2 separate regions of the Triticum aestivum genome follow, and region 1 is linked to region 2. A link is a contact called in public Hi-C data. All regions are on one chromosome and are shown on one strand. The core of a region is the stretch at or near the end of the contact, and the rest is flanking DNA. Distances in the headings are between cores, read along the strand shown. Region 1 holds the start of LOC123149543 (plant cysteine oxidase 2). Region 2 holds the start of LOC123149528 (stress response protein NST1).

Region 1 (6,604 bases), core at 3,693-6,192, 440 kb after region 2:
TGGCATGCATATGTGGACAATATGTTGACGTGGAGTGGGCCCCACCTGTCATACTCCCATTTTTGCCCTATTATGTTATTATGTTTTCCTTCCTCGCATGAATCCTTGTCGTGCTGGTTGCGGCTGCGGACCGAGCCACGCCGCCTGGCTCGGCCACGACAAGCAGCTCGCCATGGATGGCCACGACCGTGCCGCACGGCCCGCTGCTGTTTCCGTTGTTGCCCAACCACCGCCTTACCGACACGCCATTAGCCTGCACATGTAACCTCACACCCAACCATGACCAGGCCACCATCGTCGGCTCCTATCCAAGCACCAGCCACAGCGGTGCAGCCGCCGCCAGCGAGAGCCCCATGTCGCTGCCTCTGCCCAGGCCCGTCTGCAGTGCCTCCTCCTATCGACCATGGACGAGCTATGTGAGGGGCACCACGCCGGTGCAGTCGCTGCCACGTCCACGGGCGCGGCCAGGGTGATCCACCACGGCGCGTGGGGGGAGGGGACGGCGAGCACACATGGCCTCGGATTTGGCCGGCGTCAGGCGGCGGGGAGGCGTGCCGAGAGGCCACAACGGCGTGGTCGCCTCCGCGACTGCGGGCGTGGCCAGCGCGGTCCGCCACAGCGCGTGCGGGGAGTGGGTGGCGGGCGCATATGGTCTCGGATTCGGCTGCCGCCAAGCAGTGGGGAGCCGTGCTGGGAGGGGGTGGCCAGAGACAGAAAATTGACGACCTCGGATTCGGCCGGCGCTAGGCGGCGGGGAGGCATGTGGGGAGGGGGCGGCGCTGCACCAAATTCAGTCGGCGACTGTCGGCGGGGGAAGCGTGCTGGGGAGGGCAGTGCTAGGCGACGGGGAAGGATGGTGCTGTTGGATGACCAATGGTGAGGCAGAAAGATATGTAGGGAGGAAGAAGGAGAGGAGAGAGGAAATGAGGTGTTGCTGACAGGAGGGGACCCCTGTCTATCTCAGCAGGTCAAACATTGACTAGGACCAGTCTTCGCCCCATCAGCCCAGACAGGTGAGTCTCACCTGTCAGTTTTGCTATTAACGCGGCTCAGTTTCAAATTAATGTGTTTTGTTATCCACTTGGCGCAGAAGTCGTGTTTTTTTTTTTTGAGTTTTCGATAGAAGTGGTGGTTTTTGAGTACCCTAGCCACAAATGTGACGGTTATAAGCAATTTACTCGTTTTGCGGGGTGACGGGCCCTGTTACTTACTTGAGCATAGAACCAAACTGCATATGCATCTGCCCAATCGTTTGGCTACCAAATACTACTCGATACCATCAACACATAAAAGTGCCATCCCGACCCGAGCAACAGACAAGTCAGGCAGCAGGACCTAAAGTTAATTAGTGGATGCCATCTTGGTTTTCCACACTACTACCATAGTAAGCAGTGCTAGAAAGAGCATGCCAAAGAAAGGAAGGTAGTGTAGCTAGACTAGTTATCCTTTTCAGCGAGCCAAGCCAACAGAGACAGACGACACCCTAGGCTGATTTGGTACGTAGTACATGGCCACCCTAAAAAAAGACCACTCCTGCACACAAGAACACGCTTCTCGTAAGGGCGACCATAACCGAGCAATTGTGTTCCATGAGTCTTTATTCTATGTATATCATGTTGCAACAGTTGTTTGCTTTTACATCGTTTTGCAACAAGGCAATTGGGTTCCATGAGTCTTTATTCTATGTACGCAATAGGTAGGTACTAATAGGACTGGCTAGGGGTAAGATGACTGGAAATTTAATTTGAGCAGGTCGATCGGTTTTTAGCCGTCCGATGCGAAATGAGTGGCCAGATTGTTTTCTTCGACCTCCTGCCCTATAGAATGTTCACCTTCTTCCCTAAGACCACCCCACGCACCGACCTCCGTCGCCGCGGTGCTCCTAAACCAGCCTGGCCAACCCGCCCTCCCCTCAACCGGCACCCACCGACATCATTCCGCCACCTCCTACCCCCCCCCCCCCCCCCCCCCCCCCCGCACCACACACACACCCCATCACCGACGAGCCTGCCACCCTAAGATAGATCGTCGGCCATTGCTCCTTCCTTCCTTGCTTGCATCCGACGAGCCTGCTTCTCATTCCAATAATCTACTGATCCAAATTGTAAATTCAAACGACTTACTTATAGCTATTGTGTAGTACTAGTATATACTACCTCTGTCCCAAAGAGCTTGTCTTGGACCTATCTAGATACGGGTGAATGTAACGCTAAAACGTGTCTAGATACATCCGCATTTGGACAAATCTATTGCCAAGCAGTTCCACAAAGAGACAGGTAGTGGTGCCATCCCAGATGTTATGTAGTAGAGGTCAGACAGGCTGACCAAGGGTAGCGGAGTGGACACCATTTCTGTTCCCGCACTCCACATAAAGAAAGAAAGAAACAATGATGAAACAAATGATATTTCAACAGCGGTCTGGGCTGATTGGGTACATGCATGGTCACCATAAAAAACACTCGTGCTGCACCAACAGCACGGGTGCCTGTACAACAGGGTAACAAGAAAGAGCGACCATGCCCCCCGCACGCCAGAACCACAAGAAAATCGCAACACAAGACAAGATAACGACAGACAGACGACATGAGATAGTTTCAACCCCGACGAACACGGGTAAGGGTAAAAAAAGAGTTTGCTAGCCTGAGAGCTAGGTTGGACTGACTGACAACTGACAACTGCCTGCCTTTCGCAGGTTACAACTGTTATCTACACAAAGAAGCTAGACGGACGGAGCGCCCTTCAGACGACCGGTAACAATGGTCAATGCTTCTTCCTAGACGACGAAGTCCCGCGGCATCGTTACGCCCTTCATCCGGAAGTTGTTGGGGATCTCCTTCAGCCAGGAGTACCGCACGTCAGCCACACCTGAAACCAGAGGACGTTTTCGTCAGCGAGGAGAAGAGGTAAGCATTCACATGTTCTTCACAAACTGAATTCAAGGATGGGAAGAGAACACTCACCGGCTGTGTTTGCAAACGGGGACTCGCTGTAGTACGCGCAGTCCCTACCAGCAGCGCTGTTGTAAGGGGGTCCCATGACGTCGAGAACAGCGCAAGGGGTCAGCGCGGTGAAGCAGTGCAGGTTGCCTCCATTCTCCGGGTACAGAACGATGGTCTCCGCTGAGGCGTCAACAACATTGTTTGTGTTGATCTTTGCGAGACGAGCCCCTGGAGTGAGTGGTCAGGACAAGAAACATATCAGCAAATGATTTATTTGTCAGCGGCAGGAGCATTGCTAAAGAAAAAAGAAGTAAATAGAGGAACAGGGAATGAAACTAGGAAACTTACCGTCTGAGGTGGTGAGCGCAGTAGTGCCGGCCTCCGAGATGCTTCTGGCCCAGTCATACGACTTGAGGTGCATCGAGCCAAAGAGCATCTTGCTGAAGACCGTCATCCCGGGATGGTTGTGCAGGGGAATGACGGCATGCTTGGGCAAACAGAAGATACCAAACTGCACAGAGCACACAAAGCGTTCAGCAACAGTATATCGTAAGAGGCCCTTCTTTTTTTCAGGAAATAATCATTGTACATGAAATGTATGTAGAAGGCGTGAGCTTACCGAGAACTTGGGGCAGTCGTAGAAATGCAGATAGGTGACTGCAGGAGGCGCCCTCGAGTCGCTGCGCTTGAAGCACGTCATGCTTGTGTCTATGCCAACATCTTGCAGATTCAGATTATCTGAAACCAAACAACAGTGCAATGATCAGATGAGATGTACCTCATCATATTGATTGACAGGTCAGGTACGACATGATATTTGGATATACATATATAAAAATGCAGGTGCATGACTCCAGAAATTGCTTTTAAATAAAAGACATGGCTGGAGGTAGAAATACCAATCAGATTCAAAATTAAGAATAACAGAAAAGTTGCTACTCCCACCAATAGATGAATATTAGTTGATGATGAACAGAATCTAATAGTATCCGCATGCAGAGTGACACAAACTCATCATCAGACAATATGAATAAATACTGTAAACTCCAAACTCACTCGGACACTGCTGAAACAAGGTTCCTTAATGCCATGTTTCGAACCAAAGTATATGCAGAGCAATGCAAATTTATGGGACAGATGAGTAACATGCAAAATGGCAAGCACAGTTGCACTGACAATGGTAGCTACTGTCAAGTTCAGCAGGATACACTTATACAGCATTATTATTATTAATAATACTGGTAGAGCAGAGCAGTGGTGTTGCAGCAATGGCGTGGCGTGGCACGGGCACGGGCAGGCAGGCAGGCAGACATGCCGGCGCGTGCATGGCAAAAAAGAAATACCAGCGGGCTCGACCTCGTGGCATGCCAGAAAAGGAGCATGTATGTAGGAGTCACGGGCCGATAGGAGGCAGCCGCGACGTGGACAAGTCGCGGGACAGCGAATTCTACATCATTCTCCTGCGACTGCATCCTCCTAAATCCCGAGCACGGGAGACACGGATTGATGGGCGCCCATGCCATCCATGTCAAATTCACCTGGGACTCGAATCGAACTTGGGACAGCAACCTACCTACCATGCGTAATTGGGTACGGGAGAGGGATGGGGAGGGGATGCTCACTGAGGATTGCGGCGAGGCGGGCGACGGCGTCGGGCGGCGGGACGAAGCCGGGGGCGGAGCCGGCGAAGACCTCGCGGCTGGTGTCGAAGAGGCGCTGCATCGGCGTGGGCGGCGCCGGCACCGGCACCGGGACGGCGACCACGGGGGCCGCGTTGGCGTTGGCGTTGGCGTTGGCGTTGGCGGCGCCGGAGGACTTCTTGTTGCGGCGGCGGTTCCTGCGGGAGGAGGCGGTCTCCGCGCCTGCGGCCGCGCCGACGGGGTCCTGCGCCACCGGCATGGTGGTCGGGGGAGGAGGCGGATCTCGGCGGGTCGTCGGCGGCGAGGGCGAGGGCGAGGGCGGGGGGTGAGGTGGGGTCGAGTGTGGGGGTCGGGTCGGGGGGCGGGGCGGGGTATATATTGAGGAGGGAGTATCGGCGGGGCGTCCATCCTCTGCTCGTATGAAGACGAGGAATCCGCCCGGAGAGAAACCAAAACCGGGGGCGAGCGGGGGGAGACGAAGGAGACCTTGGCCAGGCGCTCATTCCTGTGGGCGACCCGCAATACTGCCACCGGTTTTCTTTATTTCTGCTTATTTACTCGCCAGATATTCGCCTTCTATCCCCAGCATTATTCGGTTTATATATATGTGCATATCTGGTTGTTTAATGTCGGACATTTGTACACTCGCTCGCTCTCGGCCGCTCGGGCGGGCGGCAGCGGCAGGCGGAAGCGGACCGCGTGGACGCGCGTGCCGGCCACGTGGGCGCCCCGGCATGCCACGCTGGAGCCACCCCGCCGCTTCTCTTCTTCTAGTCTAGACCCTGTTTTGAGCTTTGAGTTTTTCATTTTCTCTTTGAGGGGGATCTCTAAGTTTTCTTTTAATGGTTTTGAACCAACTTTCTTTACGGCCACGCTTAGCAAATCTAGCCCCTCAAACTCCTGTGGACACGCCGGGCGTGTTCACGGGCACTAACCGGACACGTCTCATATGTTTGCACCCACAGCCACGTCTCTCATTTCTAAAACCTCCAACCCATGCAACTTTATGTAGGATCACCATTTCAACGCCGACAAAAGGACCTTAATTCATCTGCGTACCATGCAAATCAGTACTGCAAACTACTTAAATAATAAGTAAAACATAGATAAAACGGGGAAGGGCAAAGGAAACCACCATATTCTCGCCGGCCCCTTTCCCATGCAGTTGTTGGCGCGGCTAAGAACCTCCTCCATGTACGCGCCGGCGTGCGGCGGCGCGTAGCCGTCGGAGTTGCAGGTGGAGCCATTCGTCAGTTCAAAGTCATCGAAGCATGTTTGGCCTAATAGCCTCCGGAACAAGCCGTCCAACTCTTTCGCATGCCGGGCCGGCTTCGCCTTGGCCGACACCTCCTTGTTTGCCTCGCGCTCCGACAGATCGATGGCGAGTCTGTGCGCCTTGGTATTGTTGCGATGGAGGTGCCGCACATCCATCTCTGCCATCTCCTCCACATTGTCGAGCTCTGCGTCGCGCAACAGGCTCGACATCCCATCGGAGCCGCCAGATTCGCCACCAAAGCCAGTGCTGCTACCGTCGCCAGTCATCGATTCAGATCGAGGAGGGATTGGGAGTGGAGTTGGCAAAGAGGAAAGTGCAGTAGACTGCGGATTAACTTCGGTTTAGGCTAGTATGTGGGGCGCTGGACAGCCCGACGTTTGAGGACGATCTAAGGCGCCCGGATGGGTCGGTTTTTTTTACAAGCCAATGACCGAGTTGTCCACCCAAACGTTTCGAGATGGTTTGAGATGCCCAGCTAAAGATGCTATCATGAGGCTCAACCAGCCAGATATGACGACGTGGTCCTAACAAAAGCTAGTCAGATAGGCAACGCGAAGATGGGAGTGGGCCAATGTTACCCATTGGACTTTGCTCTGGTAAAAAACACCAAGGCCAATGGGTCTTTGGGGTCTGCCTCGTGCTATGGATATTCGACTAAGGGAGTCGGGCACCGCTGACCCTTCTGAACAGGTGGGTCAGCCCAAATTTGGTTTCCTAAGGTTGTGGCAGCCATTTATAATAGCATATTG
Region 2 (6,876 bases), core at 3,625-6,124:
TCCGATTCCATCCTTTCAATTTCCCTGTCCTTCTTCCTCTTGAATCTCTCCCACTTTAGACGTTGCTCTGTTACTTCCAGTTCCTGTGCTTCAATCTGCAACTGACGTTTCCGAAGCTCTATTGCTTGGGAAGCCAGTTCCTTGCGCACAACAGACAGGTTGGTTCCATCCGGAAAAACTTTGTTGATATCCAATGCGATGCCATGGGGATCCAAACTCCCACTGCCATCATTCGAGCTTGAGGTGAGAAAACCTACATCACCATGATCCAATGCATGACACATCCTTTTATTCATGGGAGGATCCCTCATACTGTGATGAACTGCTTGATGCTCTTCGTCATGATCCTCATAATCAGAATCTGCATTGTGGTCATCTTCTTCAGCATCTCCACTTGCATCCCTCCTCGGATCATGCTCCTCTTTACATCTAAGAGCAACCTGTAGTGAGTGCTGAAGTGCAGGATCTTCGGGTAAATTCACACGGTTGTTGTTATGATAGGAACACATCATCTCATAGAATAAATGCTTAGAGTTCAATATCTTCCTTGCATCTTCTTTCATCTTATCAGACAGATTATTCATGCAATCAAGGAGTGCTGGATTATCCACAACATTGCAAGCAGTACCACGACCAAGGATATCCGTAAGCCTTTTGTATCTCTTGTTGAGGTCATTGAACTTATCCTCGCACTGCTGCGGTGACACGTTGCAGCCTCTTTCACCCATAACCTTTGATATTGCTTTCCATTTGCCCTTCTTCTGCATTACTGTAATGTTCCTCCTCCCGCCGCCCAAATCCGCCCCAGGATCCTCCCCCGTGTAAGACGCTGCGGTAATCAAAAGCTTAACCATTGAACCAGTCCACTTCATCCGATGCCATGCCGAGCCTTTTTTGCCCTTGCCACTCTGGGCATCAGTAGTATCCTCGGTCATATCATGCTCCTCGTCGTCACTGATGGAGTTCTTTATAAGATGGTTGTGCTGCTGCTGCTGCTGGTGGTGATCCTTTTTTCCATGTTCTACAAACTGAAATCCGGATCCGGGGTTATCATGCTCTGTAGCCCGGTTGATAGGCATTGTGAAACTCCCTGGCATCTGAGATTGGTTGAATAGATGTTTTCCTGAGCTTGGAGGATGCATTTGCATGGAGTTACCATGTACATTCAAACTACCATAAGGAGCTCCTTGCGTCGTGTTTCCAGGAGGTAGGTTACTGCGGTCCATTATCCCAAAATAATCACCCAGGCAGTTGTACTTCTTGTCAATACCATACAAAAGGTACAGGAGGTGCCACAGGTCTTCGCTTCAATATCACAATAGCGCCCTGCATAGTAATTTGGACAAATTATCAAAAGCCCTGCACATGCATATTTGCACATCTGTATACTTCTCAATGTTGCCACAACTAAATAGCTAACTGACTAGCTAACTATTGCAAGAAACAAATGAAAAGGCTGCCATGTTACGCATGCCAAGGCGCTAAGAACCTACAGAACAAAAAGGTTATACAATATCATAATATAAGACGGTAGGTTTAAAACATAACCATAACATGGTCGGTCATAAGCTGCTGCGGTGAATAGAGTTTGGGGCAGACAGCCTGTACGTCTGACGCATATTCAAATATGATACCGCATACAAAAAATTAGTGTTTTAGTCAATGGCTCAGGGTTCTGGTCCAAATCAGGCTGTCAATAAACACTCAAATTTATTCAGAAAAAAAAACTCAAATTCAGTTGATGCTCAGAGCGCAATTAAATAAAAGAGTACGGTTGGACCATTCACTTTTTCCTATGCAACAAAAACAGGACAACTGCTGTCCGTTGGCATTTTCAAGAGGTGGAGCCACACACGCACTGACAAATAAACCTTTCTTTGTATACATTCACGATTAACCACATCTGGATGATACCTTCACCGTGTCCTGAGAAGTGTGATATGCTAGTCTGAACCTACAAATGTGGCAGTCTGAACCTAAAGATCGTTTACAAACTTCCATATTAAATTTTATGTCTGCCATATTCATTATGTTCATAAGCAATGGTTATCTTGAGGTTTGATTAAATAAAGGGACACCCTGGGTTAAGGGAAAACCTAGACAGGGACCGAGTTCCAGCTGCAAACTGAGTCTGGTTGGGCCCCGTGGATAGATGGGAAGGAAAAAACTAATCAGAGATGGATTTAGGTGCCATCTGACGGTCTATAACACTGCAATCAGGATGCTAGAGGTGATTTCTCGAGAATTAAAGTGGAGGATCGAATGCAGCATCCAATTTGTAAATATACATATAAGGTATGAACTTCAGCGTGCAAGGTAAATCCCAGCAGTCCATTAAAAAGGGATTGGAAACAAGAAAAATGTAAACATTACAATAAAAACACAGCATTTGACATGATGCTTACAGCCAAAGTAATCATACAAATGTGTAACTAGATCTCCTCTAATTATGACACATAACTTAATCTGTTTGAAGTTTGGCTCATAAGCTATGGCATACACTTTCAACAGAAAAAAAATATGAAATCGCTGAAAGAAGAGAATAACCAAGAAAACTTATACTAGCTTAATTTTGAATTGCAATATATAGGAAAACTGATGTTGAGCAACAGGGCAATAGGTTTGGCTCAGCTAGCAAAACCAAATCAGACCGTAGCATAACCATAGTTGAAGACAAGGCCATCGTAGGTGGAACCGATATTTGCGATTTTTGATGAGTGGCCAAACTAATACTCCCTCCGTCCCAAAATAAGTGTCTTGAGCTTAGTACAAATTTGTACTAGAGCTAGTACAAAGTTGAGACACTTATTTTGGGACAGAGGAGTAGTTGCCATGTGCCACTGCTTCATGTGGAAAAACTCAAATTTTTAACTATGTATGCTGTTTTTCTTTTGCAAATTTGCAATTCATGGATTTCTAACTGGTATATTATAAATATTACGTGCTTCGTATTTGGCTAGAAATTTCCTTTCCATTCTCTTTACGAAATGGAATTGCATAAGTCCCAAGGTATATGCCAAAGCTTCTCTTAAATGACAAAAAGTGAGGATAGTCTCACCAGACAAATTCAATTCATACTCAAATCACAATTAAATCCACAGTATAGGTGGACAATTCCCTTTTTCCAATGCAACAAAAACAGGACAACTGTTATCTACTGGCATTTACACTCACTGACGTTAAACCTTTCTTGTATACATTCACCACATCTGGATGATAGGTTCACTGTGTCCTCAGAAGTACGATATGCTAGTCAGAACCTACAAATGTGGCAGTCTGCAGCTAAAGATTGTTTACAAACTTTCCATGTGAATTTTAACTTGTCTGGCATGTATGTTCGTAGGCAATGGTTATCTTGCAGTTTGATAAAAAAAAAAGGGGGACATCCTGGGTCAAACGGAAACTTAGACATGAGTGAGTTACACTGCTAATTGAGTCCGGTTGGGTCATGTGCATAGATGAGACGGACAAATAAACACAGATGGATTTAGGTGCCATCCAACGGTCTATATCATTGCAATAAAGGCTGCTAGACATGATTTCTTGATAATGAAATGTGGAGGCTCAATGGGGCTTCTGATTTGCAAATATACATACAAGATATTAACTTAAGCATGCAAGGTAAATCCCAGCAGTTCATCACAAAGGGATTGTAAAGTGGGGAGAATGCAAACATTACAATAAGAACACCGTATATGTCATGATGCTTACAACCAAAGTAATTATACAGATGTAGACGTAGCTACATCTCCTCTATTTATGACACATAATCTAGACTGTTCGAAGTTTTGGCTCATAAACTGTGGCATGCTCTTTCAACAGGAGAAGATGAAATTACTGAAAGAAGAGAAGAATTGCAATATATGGGAAAACTGCTGTTTGGCAACAGGGCAATAAGTTCGGTTAAGCCAGCAAAACTACATCAAACCGTAGTATAACCACAGTGGAAGGCAAACCCAGCTGAGGTGGAGCCAATGTTCAGGATATCGGTAACTTGTAGCTGCTCGGTCGGGTGGAGTAGGGTTTAATCGGCCAGTCAGCCTATTGACTGAATTTACATGCTTAGATTTCGGTTAGAATTTTCCATTCCGTTCTCTTTGCAAAATGGGTTTGCATAAGTCCCGTATATACCAAAACTTCTGATGAGTGCCAGAAGGTCGGGATAGTCTCACAAGACAAGGGTCCCAAACAAAAATAAAAGTGATTTGATCAAGGAGGATGTTGTTTCAATTACCTTGCAGGAGATTACTTATTCGTATCACTCTTTATTAAGCACTTACTAGAAGAATTTGAACCCCCCTCACTACCCTCCCCGAGAGGCATAAATCGCACACACCCCGGCTGTCGCGCCGTCAAGCCAGGCACCCTACCCTCACCGTGCATCAGGCCAGCCGGGCACAGCGGCTCCCCCCTTTACCACCGCCCCCGGCATAGCTCCCCCCAATTCCAGCACCCCTGTAAAACCCTAGACCTACACCCGCTCTACCGTGTGCATCCTGTACTCTCTACCGCATGTCTGCTACACCTTGTATCTACTCTACTCAGCGATGGACCTGCAGCTACAGGGACATACGTCTATAAATCAAACTGGCGGAAATCAATCATGGTCGCTGGGCCTGGGCGATGTGGCGCCACAGTACAGCTGCTGCTCTTACCGTCCACGGTGACGGCCGGCTCCCTCCTCCCGCTTCCGCCCCGAGGCCTGCTCGCCGCGGAAAGCTACCACGGCAGCGGAGCCTTCGCGCCTTCTCCCCGGTCGCCGACGGCCGGCGTCCTCGAGCGCGCGGCCGGCCACTCCGCGGCGGCGGCGCGGCGGTAGATCGGCTGCGGTGGATGGTGGTGAGGGAGGGTGGGGGGGAGAACTGCGGGCGGGCGGGCGGGGATCCCGGCGCCGGCGAGGGATTGGGGATCGGCGTTGGGGTGGGGAAGAGGAAGGAGAGTGGGGCCCCCGTGTGTTTTGTTTTCTCCGTTCGGGCTGCATGTGCGACGGAATATGCGCCCGAAGCTGCATTGTTAGGCTGGGCTTGGGCTGGACATGAAGATGCGGCCCGGTTCTGCGCGTCGAGCCGGCCGGGCCGGAGATGAGACGAGCCTTCTGTTTGGGCGGCTCAATCTAGCCTGCCAGCCTCCTCAAAATATCTCAAAAAGAAAAACCCCTCCTAAAAAAGCAATTTTCAACGTGAGTGTGAGCATGTTGCTTATATAGATGAGCTTTTTAATGAAGGGTGCGACATTTATAAAGCAATTTTATTAGGACATTCTTTTTTTTTTGCGAGGGTTATTAGGACATTCTTTTTTGAACTATAAAACATTATGAATGTAGATGATCGCTACTGCCATTGCCACAAGTTCTTCTCCCCGAAGTAAGCAATGCATACAAAATACATGGATAAATGTACTCATTTAATAAAAATTAAAACTATTTGTGTAACCATACTGTATACTTTTTCTAAAAAAGATGTATTTCAATCTTTCTGTAAGGGTGTGTTTGTAAGGACCTGTGATACTTAATGTATAGCCTCATGCCTTTCCGCAAAAGAAAAAAAGAACACTTTACCGGCAAAAAAAAACTAAATTGTAGTATACTGTAGTATTTCTGTAGATAAAAATGTGCAGGTTGACACAAGAAACCTCAAGTCTTATCACTTCTTCTACAAACAAGAGTTGGCAAAATTTTGGGGTTTCCACAAATAGAGAGGGTGCTGTATAGTGCGTGTGCAAAGTTCACATCGGGGTCGATCATCTATTCCAGACAACAGACAGGTATCTTCTAAGTCTACAACCAACAGGCAGGACAGTCGCCTGAGCATATCGTCCGCGTTCTAGTCTATCTTGGTGCGGTCGGGGTCGACCATCGCCCAGCTCCAGCCGGCGCGCGCTTCCCAGACTGCCGCATCTCCTGCGCCTTGGCCAGCTGCGCCGTCAGGTCCTGGTCCACGACGAAGTATCGGTCAGCGCAAAGTCCCCCGCCCCGCGGCATTACATAAATCATGCATGGATGGACAAGACAAGGGGCTAAAAGGCGGTACCTTCGGCTTGAACGAGCCGTCCAGCGAGTGCAGGATCGTGTCGGCGAGGCCGTAGTCGATGGCCTCCTGTGCGCGGAAGTACCTTGGGCCTCTCAGGAATTCTGCGAGCTCTTCCTTAGGTTTACCGACTCCCTGGGACACGAGCTCCAGGTAGTAGTCCGTGTTTGTCTCCAGCTCTTTTGCCTTGAGGACAAAATAAATACTCAGTGCAAAGCACGACCGTGTAACATGGTCCTGAGTTAGATGCAAACATAGTGAAAGGAAGAGTTGGGGGGTTTCACCTTAATCCACATATCAATGGCGGCTCCACCGGATTTGTGGACCTTGGGTAGGTGCAGTTTAGCTGCAGTTCAGAAATGCGCATCAAGAGATATTTAAGACTACCGTGTCAGAGTCATATATCCATGTCGCCCAGGAATCCAAGAAAAGGGACATACTTATCGAATTTGGTAACACTCCTCTTTTACCCTTCATCCCCAGGGAAAGAAGCATTGCAGCCTGGCCATACGCCATGCTAAGATTGATTGTGTAAACCTTGGCTTTGCTTCGCTGTAAAATCAAAAAAAGATATGATATGAGAGTCAGACTAAACTCTTTTTGTGTATGAATAAAGATCAATGCCAATAGTCATGTTGCTTTGAAGGAAATGGAATCCTTCATCCCATGTGATTTATCGGCGGAGTCTGTGAAGGTGTACCTGCAGTCTGAGAGGTAAAAACAACCAACTTCTGTAGGTCCAGTTTCATGGCTCACTAAACACTAATAAAGTTAATTCAAGACCCCTTAGGATGAAAGGTGCAGGCAAAAGCTTAAAAATAAAAATCGAAGTAAAGAGTAGCATCTCTGA

The links. Hi-C and Micro-C count contacts between places; a contact is called where the count stands out from the background.
Region 1: a contact with region 2 is called in a Hi-C map of leaf, with 4 times the contacts expected there. The contact joins the promoter of LOC123149543 here to the promoter of LOC123149528 in region 2. A contact is called at or near these places in 2 of 5 Hi-C or Micro-C datasets (both in leaf).

What each region holds. Positions count from the first base shown.
Region 1 is chr1B:689,076,012-689,082,615 of IWGSC CS RefSeq v2.1, forward strand. It overlaps LOC123149543 (plant cysteine oxidase 2), which reads right to left and starts at 4,943. Exons shown (of 5, transcript XM_044569229.1): 1 at 4,562-4,943; 2 at 3,559-3,677; 3 at 3,288-3,450; 4 at 2,961-3,167; 5 at 2,389-2,865. The coding sequence starts at 4,838. The coding sequence ends at 2,774.
Region 2 is chr1B:688,631,654-688,638,529 of IWGSC CS RefSeq v2.1, forward strand. LOC123149528 (stress response protein NST1) reads right to left here and starts at 4,875. Exons shown (of 3, transcript XM_044569204.1): 1 at 4,656-4,875; 2 at 1-1,326. The coding sequence starts at 1,226. LOC123149534 (ATP-dependent Clp protease proteolytic subunit-related protein 1, chloroplastic) reads right to left here. Exons shown (of 9, transcript XM_044569217.1): 6 at 6,467-6,578; 7 at 6,311-6,372; 8 at 6,030-6,212; 9 at 5,600-5,929. The coding sequence ends at 5,828.